Regions from separate parts of the Mus musculus genome. Here region 1 is linked to region 2. A link is a contact called in public HiChIP or PLAC-seq data. All regions are on one chromosome and are shown on one strand. Each heading gives the region's core, a stretch centred on a gene start, on an enhancer-like site or on the middle of the called end of the contact. The rest is flanking DNA. Distances are from core to core; before and after follow the strand shown.

Region 1 (5,310 bases), core at 2,057-4,556, 220 kb after region 2:
GCTTAAGTGGCCCTCTTCAGAGAGATAAAAATGAGAGGCAGCCATTTGTCTCCCTCCAGCCATCCTTGGCAGGTACTTCCTATCACTCAACAAGTATTTAACAAGGGTGTGACTACCAGTAACAGTACCTGAGCCCCTCATTCCCAGCACAAGACCTCCAACTACTGCATCCTGATACAAAATCCGAAACGGCCGAATGGCTCATCCAAGGCTAACTCTGGAAGCAGGAAGAGCCCGTCACTCATTAGAATTTTGGGGGGTGTTTGCTATATGACATTCATTGTTGCAGACACATGGTGACCCAGTGGCAGAGTGGGGGGGGGGTCTCTGTGTGTGTTTGTGTGTGTGTGTGTGTGTGTGTGTATTGTTTGTCTATTTCACTATGAACCCTGGATAACCTGGGACTCCACACATAGACAAGGCTAGCCTGAAACTCCAAACCTAGCCAGGGCTTAAATTTTAGGTGTGATCCACCACATCTAGCCTCTTTAACATTTATTTTATTTTTTATTTATAATCTTGAGTCTATGTGCCCATGTGGGAATATGTGTCTTGGGGGGGGGGGGTGTCCCTTTGAAGGTCAGCCTGGTGTTAGATCCTCTGGACCTGGAGTCACAGGCAGCTGTGAGTCACAAAAGACAGGTACTGAGAACCAAACTCCAGTCCTCTGAAAGAACTGCAAACGCTCTCAACACTGACCCACCTTTCCAGCCCCAGTACATTCCTGTTCTGGGACAGGGTCTCTCTCACTAGACAGGGAGCTTCAGGAGTAAAGCTAGACTGATTGGTCAAAGAGACCCAAGAATCCCTGTTCCCATCTCCCCAGCACTGGGATTACAAATACACAGCACCACGCCCAACTTTACATGGGAAGCAGGGAGTGGAACTCGGGTCCTCACGCCTGTGCAGTGAACACTTCCCAGACTAGGCCATCTCCGAAGTCCTTGGAGCTTACATGCCAAAGACCAGGTAAGATCTCATGCAATGTCAAAGTGACATGGATTCAAGAAAAGAAAAAAGCCTAAGGCATAAGAAAGGATACCACTGTGACCCTCAGGATCTGAGATTACTGCAGACTCCAAAAAGAAGTATTTTGTGAAACCACATTTCCGGCTTCCAGAAGCCAGAAAGAATAAATCAAACAAGAATGCTGGAGTCAGAGCAGCCAGGGGCAGATTCAGTTGGTGTAGAGAATGTTCCAGACAGGAGGCAATCAGCTGACTAAATTACGTAGAGAGGCTGCAGATACTGAGAGAGCACCCCTGGACTCACTCTTCAAATGCTGCTGATACCTTAGGAAATGTTTCTTTGAGCCCCATGTGGTGGCACACACCTTTGACTCCAGAGCCAGAGGCAGAGGCAGAGGCAGGTGGATCTCTTTGCGTTCGAGCACAGCCTGGTCTATAGAGCAAGTTCCAGGACAGCTAGAGCTACACAGAGAAACCACATCTCAAACAATAACAGCAACAAAAAGGTTTCTTTGGAGTTTTTGTTTTAAAGATTTGTTTGTTTGTTTTTTAATTGTGCATGTGTGTGTGGTTTGTGCACCTTGAGTACAGGTTCTCATGGTGTCCAGAAGACATTAACGGACGACCTGAAACTGAGTTACAGGTGGTAAGCTGTAGGTGCTAAGAACCAAGTTTGCTTCCTCTACAAAAGCCCCTGAGCTCTCTCAGTTCCCTTGAGAAGAGTTTGACCACAAGGGGTAGGGCGAAGCCAGAGTACACTGGGAGAACAAAATGAGTGGGGAGGCTCATGCCTTTGATCCCAGCACTTAGGAGACAGAGGTAGGTAAGTCTCTCTAAGTTCAAAGCCAGCCTGGTTTATACAGCAAATTTGAGGCCAGCCAAGGAATATATAGTGAGTTCCTATTTAAAAAATAAAAATATGTGAGTGCAGAGGAGATAATAAATAAACAAACAAATAAATAAATAAAAATAAAACAGAACATGACAACTCTTTCAAAAAAAAATGCTTTGCTGAAGGGCTGGAGAGATGGCTTAAGAGCAAGCACATTTTGCTCTTACAGAGGACCCAGGTTCAGTTTCCAGTACCCACTTGGTAGATCACAACCACCTATATAACTCCAGTTCCCCTTCTGGCCTCTGAAGGCACAAGGCACACAAATAGTGCTCAGACATACATGTAGATAAAACACTCATACACAGAACATAAAATAAAAGTAGTTTTTCTCCTAGTGTCTGCTAAGAAGGGAAAGCAAAGAAATGGGAGATGAATGGCTAAGACACAAAGTCAAGGGATGCCTTTTTTGCCTAAGATGAAGATGTCAGAGCATCTCCTGTGAAGATAATCCATCAGCGAGGGACTCTGATGATGTGGAGGGGAAGGGACAGCTGCAGAAGTGCAGAGAGCATGAACTCCAGGGAGGACGTGGACTCCTCAGTAGTCAGTCAACTGCTTCAGTGCAGGAATCAGGGAAACCAAGTCACCGGCTGACAGCAACCTCACACTAAAGCACAGTGGGTCTGCGGCGTCAGGAGGCCCGCTGGGATTCAGTCATACATCAAGAGCACAGCAGTGCAGATGGCCCAGTGGCTTCGCCACCCAGGCTCATTACTGTGGGGGGTGGGGGGGGGGGTAGAACAGTGAAAGCAAAGCAGAGGGCGGGTCTAATCAAGGGCTGGGTACTCAGCAAAATGAGAGCAAGGGCAAGGGTCATGGAGGTTGAGGATGTTCAGGAATCAAAACTGGGTACAGAGGATGGAGGACAGGAATGGGAGTCTTCTAAATAAATAAATAATAAATAATAAAGTAAGGCTCTGTACTTGATTTATTTTTCATATATGTATATGAGTTTTGGCTTTGGTTTGATTTGATTTGTTTGTTTGTTTTTTTTTTTTTTTTTTTTTTTTTTTTGCCAGCATGTGTATGTGTGCATATCTGGTACCTGCAATGGCCAGAAGAATGGAGTCATATCTACCAGAAACAGAATTACAGATAGTTATGAGCTGCCACATGGGTGCTAGGAGCAGAGCCTCAGCAAGAGCAGCCAGTGCTCTTAACCTTTGAGCCACACCTCTCCTGCCCACCTTCTGCTTCTGTTGTGGGAGTTGCCAGTACTCCCTTTGTGCATCCTTTGGTAGGTCTGGGTTCCAAAACCGGGTCAATCACACTTCCCCTCCCCCCACTACCCCACCCCCCCTCCACACTCACACACCTTATCTACTAGATAAACACAAAAACAAGAGCACTGCCCTCTAGGGATGAAACGTGTGGGGTGAGGGCAGGGTTACTTATCAGAGCAGCAAGATAAGCCCCCAAGAGCTTCTGCAGGACAAATGAATGGAAGACACAGAAGATTCCATTAGTTAAAGTCTACCGTGGAAGAGTCAAAAGACAACGCGAACGCTTGCAAGCTGCTCGAGGCTTTGGAACAGTGTCAGTTGGAACTGTTGGTTAAGAGCGAAACAAAATGTAGAGGGCTGACGCTGACGCTGACTTTGAAAATGCACTGTGAAATGGGCTGCAAAAGAGCCTGGTCTTAATTCATAGCTCAGGGCAACCCGTGAAGAAAGGTTCTAAGGACCATGTGACTCTTGTATTCAGCTTGTCCATCTTCAGGAGATGGCAAGTGCCAGGAAGTCAGAGGCTCCCAGTGCCTTTCACTTCTGCTTTACCCTCGACTGCCTTACCTTGTGAGTGCTGCCTGTTTATTGGGAAGGGGAGCAGCAGAGGCGTTTGGGAGAGTTCAACTTCAGGGAGAACATCTGGTTAAACCCACCACTTATCCCCATTATTTGTAATAGTTGTGTTTGGCTTATGTTTTAGCTAGTCTTGTTATTAAATATAAAAGCAATAGGATTACAAAGTTCTAGATGGGGTAAATACTGTAATTAAAAAGGCACCAGTTGGGTTTGTTAAACTATAATTCTAGAATGCCAGCCTCCTTGTTATGTTTTTCTTCTTGCCTTTAAACATTTTTTTGTACCTAATAAAAATTGTTTTTGAATGATTTAACCGGTTTTAGTACTTCCTGCTAGTCAAACACCAACCCAAATCCCCAAGAAAATAGTCGGACTCAAAAATTCTGGAGCAAGAATGTCACAGATCACAAGTCCCAGACACCATCCTAAGAGCCTGGGAATGCAGCAAGCACACACCACCTGTCACATGGCCTGGTAAACTGATAGGCAACTTTCCAACTCACAAAGGCACTTTTCTAGCCCTTTTGAAGTTACAAAATTTTACTAAGGGGGAAAAAAAATCAGGCACTTTGATCAAGCTATGAAGCTACGACAGTAAGAACCAGGCAAGAGAGAGTAAAACCTGGTTAATAATATCTGGTGAAAGAGGCACACAGAATTCACTAAGTATTAAGGTAGTACCATTGAGATTAAATATTAGAAGGCCTGAAATAAAGCATCTCTGGAGTTGACGAGATGACACAGATGGTTGGTAAAGGGCACTGGCCACAAAGCCTAATGACCTGAATTCAATCCCAGGGAGCCACATAGTGGAAAACCTGACTCCTCTGACCTCTAAATAAGGTGCCTATGGCTTTTCCCGACCCACCTGCGCTCGTACATACACACAAATAGATAGATAGATAGACAGACAGGCAGGCAGGCAGGCAGGCAGGCAGGCAGGCAGACAGACAGATGAATATGATTTTTTTTTTTTGTTTTTTTGTTTTTTCGAGACAGGGTTTCTCTGTATAGCCCTGGCTGTCCTGAAACTCACTTTGTAGACCAGGCTGGCCTCGAACTCAGAAATCCATAATATGATTTTTAAAAACTTTTTAAAAGCTCCTTTAAGTTAACTTTCATTGCATCACATCTAAAAGCTGTGCAAAATATATATGCAGCACACATCCAGACCAGCTCCTTGGGTAAAGGCACTTACAGCTTTTGCAGAGGATATGGATTTGGTTGCCAGCATCCACGTTGTGGTTCACAACCACCTACAACTCCAGTTACCATGGGATCCAACCCCCTCTTCTGGCCTCTGCACACAGGTGGCAGGCACATGCACATAAAAATAAATAAATTTAAAATGCCCTCTAGGGAACAATGTTGGCAAACAAACCTGGGCAAGGTGGATTTTAAACGTGCATGTAGCCTACAATGTACTGAATAAACTACTCGTGGGGATGGAGTTTGGAATTTTTTACTTCTCCCTTGGAGATACAAAGTCTGAAACACAAAGCCAAAACTGAGAGAGACCCGCAGGATCCCTTAGAACTTCCTACATAAATGAAAAGGTGTACAAAGGTACGGGGTAGACAGTGGCTAAGAACTCTCCGTTTCTGGGATTCAGTGTGCCACCTCTGAGCTAAGCCCAGAAAAGTCA
Region 2 (5,277 bases), core at 1,774-4,273:
TTACCAGCTCCATCACTTCCACAGCCGTGAGCTTCTAACTAGGCTTACACTGAATGTCATTTCCTGTCTGGAGTTGACTCAAATCCGACCAAGAAGTATCTACCCACAATAATTCAAAGGCTTAAGGGTGAGCAGGTTGCTAACATCTATCTACCAGACCAAACTATGTCTACTCACCTAAACCCCATTTCAAGGACCACAGAACCTGAACTTTTTGTTATTGTTTTAAAGGATTTACTTATTACATTTACAATGTTCTCCTTGCATGTATGCCTTAAGGCGAGAAGAGGGCATCAAATCTCATTACATATGGTTGTGAGCCACCATGTGGTTGCTGGGAACTGAACTCTGGACCTCTGAAAGAACATCAAGGGCTCTTAACCTCTGAGCCATCTCTCCATCCCGAACCTGAACCTCACACCTCACAAAATACACTTAAATTAAAAAAAAAAAGTTTTTTAATTAAGAAAGAACCAAAGTCAAACAAGTCCAATTCATTAACAAGTCCTCCAGGAAGTACAAGGAGCAGGTCCACAGCTCCTGGCAACAGCTGCCATGGAGAAAGGCTCAATGTTGATTTAATGCAGGAGTGCAGGCAAGTTGGCCTTTCTACCTCTAGTAAAAGAATTAAAGACTACCCCCCAGAGTATGGAATACAGAGTGATGGGGAAAGATGCTGGTATCATTTTACCACTATCCCCTTGAGGTCAAGAGGCGTTCCCAAGTTCACAGTGCAATAAAGTCACCGTGTGCGCAGAGGGCTATCCATGTAGCATGTCTGTAGACCTCCAAGGATTCCACCAATATGTCCTCCCAGTCCTCTTGGCACTGGCACCTGGGAGTCAATCATGAAGGTTGACAGTGCTCACAAAGATGTGTTTCCAACGGTACTCAACTTTAAAAGCACGCATGTGCATCTGACTCTGCCTGTGTTTCAGAATGTACACTCTAGACTTTCAGGCAAAGTAGCTGAGGGCTGCCCTTTATTAAAGATGATGCCTAATTATGAGGCGACTCTGCAGAGGGATGCATTAGTCGGGTACAGAAAACTATAGAGGTCTGGAGCAGGGAAGTGCTGGGACATCTGCTGCTAGGAGGGAAAGGGGAGGCAACAGATGCTGCAGGTCCATGTAGCTCCATCCAGAGGTTATCAACCTGTGGGTGGCGACCCTTTCAGGGTGGAAGGACCCTTTCACAGGGGTTGCATATTAGATTTTCTGCACATATCATATATTTACATTATGATTCATAACTTCCAAAATCACATGGCAGGAGTAGCAGCAGAAATATTTTTATGGTGGGGGGGGGGTCATCACATGAAGAACTGTTTTAAAGGCGTCCAGCATTAGGAAGGTTGAGAACCACTGCTTGATCCTCTCCTGGAAGATGATTTCTAATGCATAGAGGATTCTGAAATGTAGGAGGATAATGCTCAATTCTGACTGTCAGCTTAACAGGATCTACATCAACCTAGGAGATAAACCCCTGGGCACACCTGTGAAGGAATTTCTATATTATTCTAAATTAAATGGGAGACTCGATCTAAATGTGCCTGGCACCATCCCGTGGGCTGGGCTCCTGGAACGGATAAGTCAGAGAAAGCAAGCTGAGCACTAGCACCCACTGCCTAGAGTCTGACTGAGGATGCGTGTGGTCAGCTGCCTTAGACTCCTGCCACAGACTCCTGCCACCACGCCTTCCATGCCATGACGGCCTATACCCGCTAACTGTCAGCCCAAGCAAACCCTTTTCTCAAGTTGCTTCTTTTTAGGTATTTAATTAGCAGCAAGAATAGAGAGTGATGCAAGAGGTGACCAGATTCCAACTACGTAGGCACCAGCTTCACGCACTCAGAGACCTCCCCATGGCATGGATATATGTTTAATTCCCGAACAACTGTCTGGGTAATTCTGTGTGCTTGAAATGTACCACTCTCCTGTCCAGCTCCTCATATTCTTCCAACCCAGATTCCAGTTTTGCTGCTAAGTGACTATTCTCTCTACTGCTGCAAGGAGAAAAGTCCAGGCTCTCCCTTCAGCTCTCAAGGCATTCCACTGTAACTCCTGCTTCAGCCGTGGTACTTACTCCTGGGCTGCGAAACTACCAGGATCATCACTTGATGACCCTTTGTACTGAAGAGCTTGATAGTACTCTGGAATAGGTATTGTTGTGGGATGTGTTTGATAGGCTAGGAAGTGACAAAGAGCCCCCGCCCAACCTCCCTTGCTAGAACACACACAGAGGAACTGGGAAGATAAGTGAATTCCTGGGCTGTGTACAACATGTACTGTCATTCTCTGTCACATTAAAACTGCACTGTGAGTTTCCCAGACCTCACTCAATACTCACCATTGATGTTCAAGGATAGCTGAATAAGTCATCCACCCTTCCCAATCCTCTTCGAGTCTACCTTTTAGTCCTCCTGCTGTTTTTCTCCGTCAGCAAAGGCTAAAGAAAGAAACTGGATCTAAACTGAACGGTCATTTTGAATTCTGTTCCACCTTAACTTGTTCAGATTGTTGTCAACAGGCTGTTTTCAGAGCAAGTACGACGAAAAAGATAAAAGGTCACATCCAAGGGGGGGAAAAAAACAGAAGGAAAACCATCTTGAAGGTCAAAACCAGGAGAACTGCAAATTACTTAGCATGTGCACTGGGTGACATGGACTTCAAACTCTCCGCATCACTTGGTGTTTTTGGACCCTCTGGAGTCTCAGGACAGTAGATGCTCTACGCTGCTGCTGAGACAGGTAGCTTTGTCTACAGCACACACTAGTCTTTACTTGGAAAACATGGAGCTCTGTTCTATGAGATCTGGGGAAGAAGGGTCGGTATTTTCTAGATTCATCACAGGGGGGCATCATAAAGGATCACATACAACCTCCCCACCCCCAAATGGTCTTTCTTATGCTCGTCTGTTTAATGTGATGCCAAACTGCTGTGGTCCCTGCTGAAGGATATCAGCTACAGCAGCCTGACTTCAACTGTAGAGTGACAGTGCACACTGACATGGTCACGTGTAATTTCATATAAGAAGCTGAAGGAACCTCCCCCTTTCCGGCTCTGGTTTCTTTGAATGAAAGGCTGCAAACCACACATCACTCACAAAGGCAACAGGGCGTGGCTTTTGCAAGAAGGAATTTTGAAGAGTAAAGGAAAGAAAATTAAAGACATATTCTTGTCATTTATCTACGTTGATCTATTAACCACGTATCGGAAGAGCATTTCTGTCAGAGACTTGATGCAAAGATCTGTTGTGTATGTGAAGATCTGAAACAAATTAAGGAATGTGACTCTGATGGTAACACCGATTGCCAACTTGACAGGATCTAGCATTCCCTGGAACATACCTGGGCATCTTTGTGAGCGAATCCAGACTGGGTTAAATGAGATAGGAAGACCTACACTAACAGCGGGTGGCAACATTCCAAGACTGAATGAAACAGAGAAAGCCAGCTGAGGATCTCCTCTGCTTCCTGGCTGCAGAGGCAATGTGACCTGCCACCTCATGCTTTATCAGATGCAGTCTCTGCCCTGTAGTACTCTCCCACTGTGAACCAAAACAAACTTTTCTTTCCTTAAGTTGCATTTGTCAAAGCAATGAGAACAGTCACTTATATAGTAATTAACTGTTTCATTCCCATAACCTCAAAGCTTATGGGAAGACTGTCATGTGACCCATCTAACATTCTTGAACTGGAATAGACTTCCCAAATGATTCTTTTTATTTTCTGGCCCTTCTTCTATGACCACCCCATTTTATATTCAAACATTGAAACGTTCCAGTAAAATGGTACATAGTTTAAAACGTCCCTTATCTCTGACTTGGGAACCATTACATATTGATCTCCATTGGCCAACACAATAGCCTTGTCAACTGACACATACCTGGGAAAACAAAAGAGGTTTCGGCTCACAGACAGCTGCATGCACTGCTCTGTGCTTGTAGCAAGGCAGAAGACTGTTACAGCAGCAGGAACTTCTCATCTCATGGAAGCCAGGAGGCAAAAAAATAGACTAGACCAAATCCAATATATGCAGTTCAAAGACAGTGCTAGCAGCTAAGACCCTGCCTTGCAAATTCTGAATCCTTCAGTGAATTAAATCACTGATTAAGTCAAAGTCCCCGGGTTCTATGTCCTCTGGAACCCTCGCCACTGACACACCCAGAGGTAGGTTTAATATTCTCTTAAGTATCTCTCCATTCACTCAGGTTGGTGATCAAGATATGCTAATCTGTCATAATTTTCCCATTTCTACAATGTAAGAACCCTAATAAATGCATATATTAAAGCATCGTCAATAATAGCAGGGAACATACATGAGACTATATGCCTGGCAGTAATTCTTAACTCTTTTTATGGGCCAAGCATGCAGATTCTAATATACAACTACTAAGCGGTTGAGACTTTCCCGAAGGAGGCCAACCAAACACAATGGCCTTGTAAACTCATCAGATATATGCTTTCTAAATGGGAGGCAACATGCAAAAACACAACACTTGTGTTAAGAAAGCAGTAAAATGGGAGAGATGTTTATTATTAATGCTGATATTAATAATTGAACTTGCACTTGGTGAATTACTGGGTATCCCACGCTTAATGACTCAGTAAGTGAGGTCCAATTTATCCTGGGTAAAGCAGGCTTAATAGAGGGGCACGCTTTATAAGCAAAAGGTAAATACAGAAGGCTGAAACGCAGCTCTGCCTGAATTCAGAAGTCTGTGCCTGGCCCCACGCCAACCACAGATAGGCAATGCTGACATTTTGACACATCTCCTCTAGGTTTTGTCTATTTTTATATAGGCGAGAAAGTGTATTCTATATAACAGTATATAGAGCTCTAACTCTATAAGAATCATTTCCCACAGTACTGTAAACTCTATAGAAATATTTTAATAGATACATAATAGTACAATGAAGTATCCTATAATATACCAAGCTATATTTCTTTGTGTATATTAGCTGTATTCAAGTTTTTACACTTATAAATAAGGCTATGGTAGAATTTTCCATTTTAAATCTCATTTTTAATTTCAGATTTTTTTGTAAGCTAAACATCTAAATATTTTTCCTCCCCCCACCCCCACATCAACATTTCTTCAGAGAAGCCCAAAATCAGACAGAGAACACAAGAGAAAAACTGAAGCAACTGTACAGGGGACATCAGTTTGCGTTTTGAGTTATAGGATAGCTAAATGAATATGTATTAGCAACTGGGCAGCCAAAAATCAATCCATGCTTTATAGTTCAATCTATGTTGCAGAATGATCCTGCCA

The links. HiChIP or PLAC-seq counts read pairs in DNA pulled down with a chosen protein or histone mark.
Region 1: an H3K4me3 HiChIP or PLAC-seq map of the SCID.adh cell line shows a contact between it and region 2, with 11 read pairs. The contact joins two enhancer-like sites. A contact is called at or near these places in 2 of 484 Hi-C or Micro-C datasets (cochlea and extraembryonic endoderm stem cells), 14 of 115 datasets of contacts at active chromatin or transcription factors (the SCID.adh cell line, T-cell acute lymphoblastic leukemia, cardiomyocytes and 10 more) and 1 of 9 other capture datasets (embryonic stem cells).

The regions. Positions count from the first base shown.
Region 1 is chr9:67,626,240-67,631,549 of GRCm38.p6, forward strand. It overlaps a transcript of Tln2 not described here. Among named protein-coding and RNA genes, the nearest start is that of Gm30936, 65 kb to the right of the region's middle. Within about 2 kb of position 3,307, at least 9 of the 459 cell types and tissues checked have an H3K27ac peak or open chromatin away from gene starts, as enhancers often do. A contact at or near this core is called in the SCID.adh cell line and extraembryonic endoderm stem cells, where this site is marked.
Region 2 is chr9:67,401,903-67,407,179 of GRCm38.p6, forward strand. All of the region lies in intron 2 of Tln2 (talin 2), which reads right to left. Among named protein-coding and RNA genes, the nearest start is that of Tln2, 160 kb to the right of the region's middle. Within about 2 kb of position 3,024, at least 16 of the 459 cell types and tissues checked have an H3K27ac peak or open chromatin away from gene starts, as enhancers often do. A contact at or near this core is called in the SCID.adh cell line and extraembryonic endoderm stem cells, where this site is marked.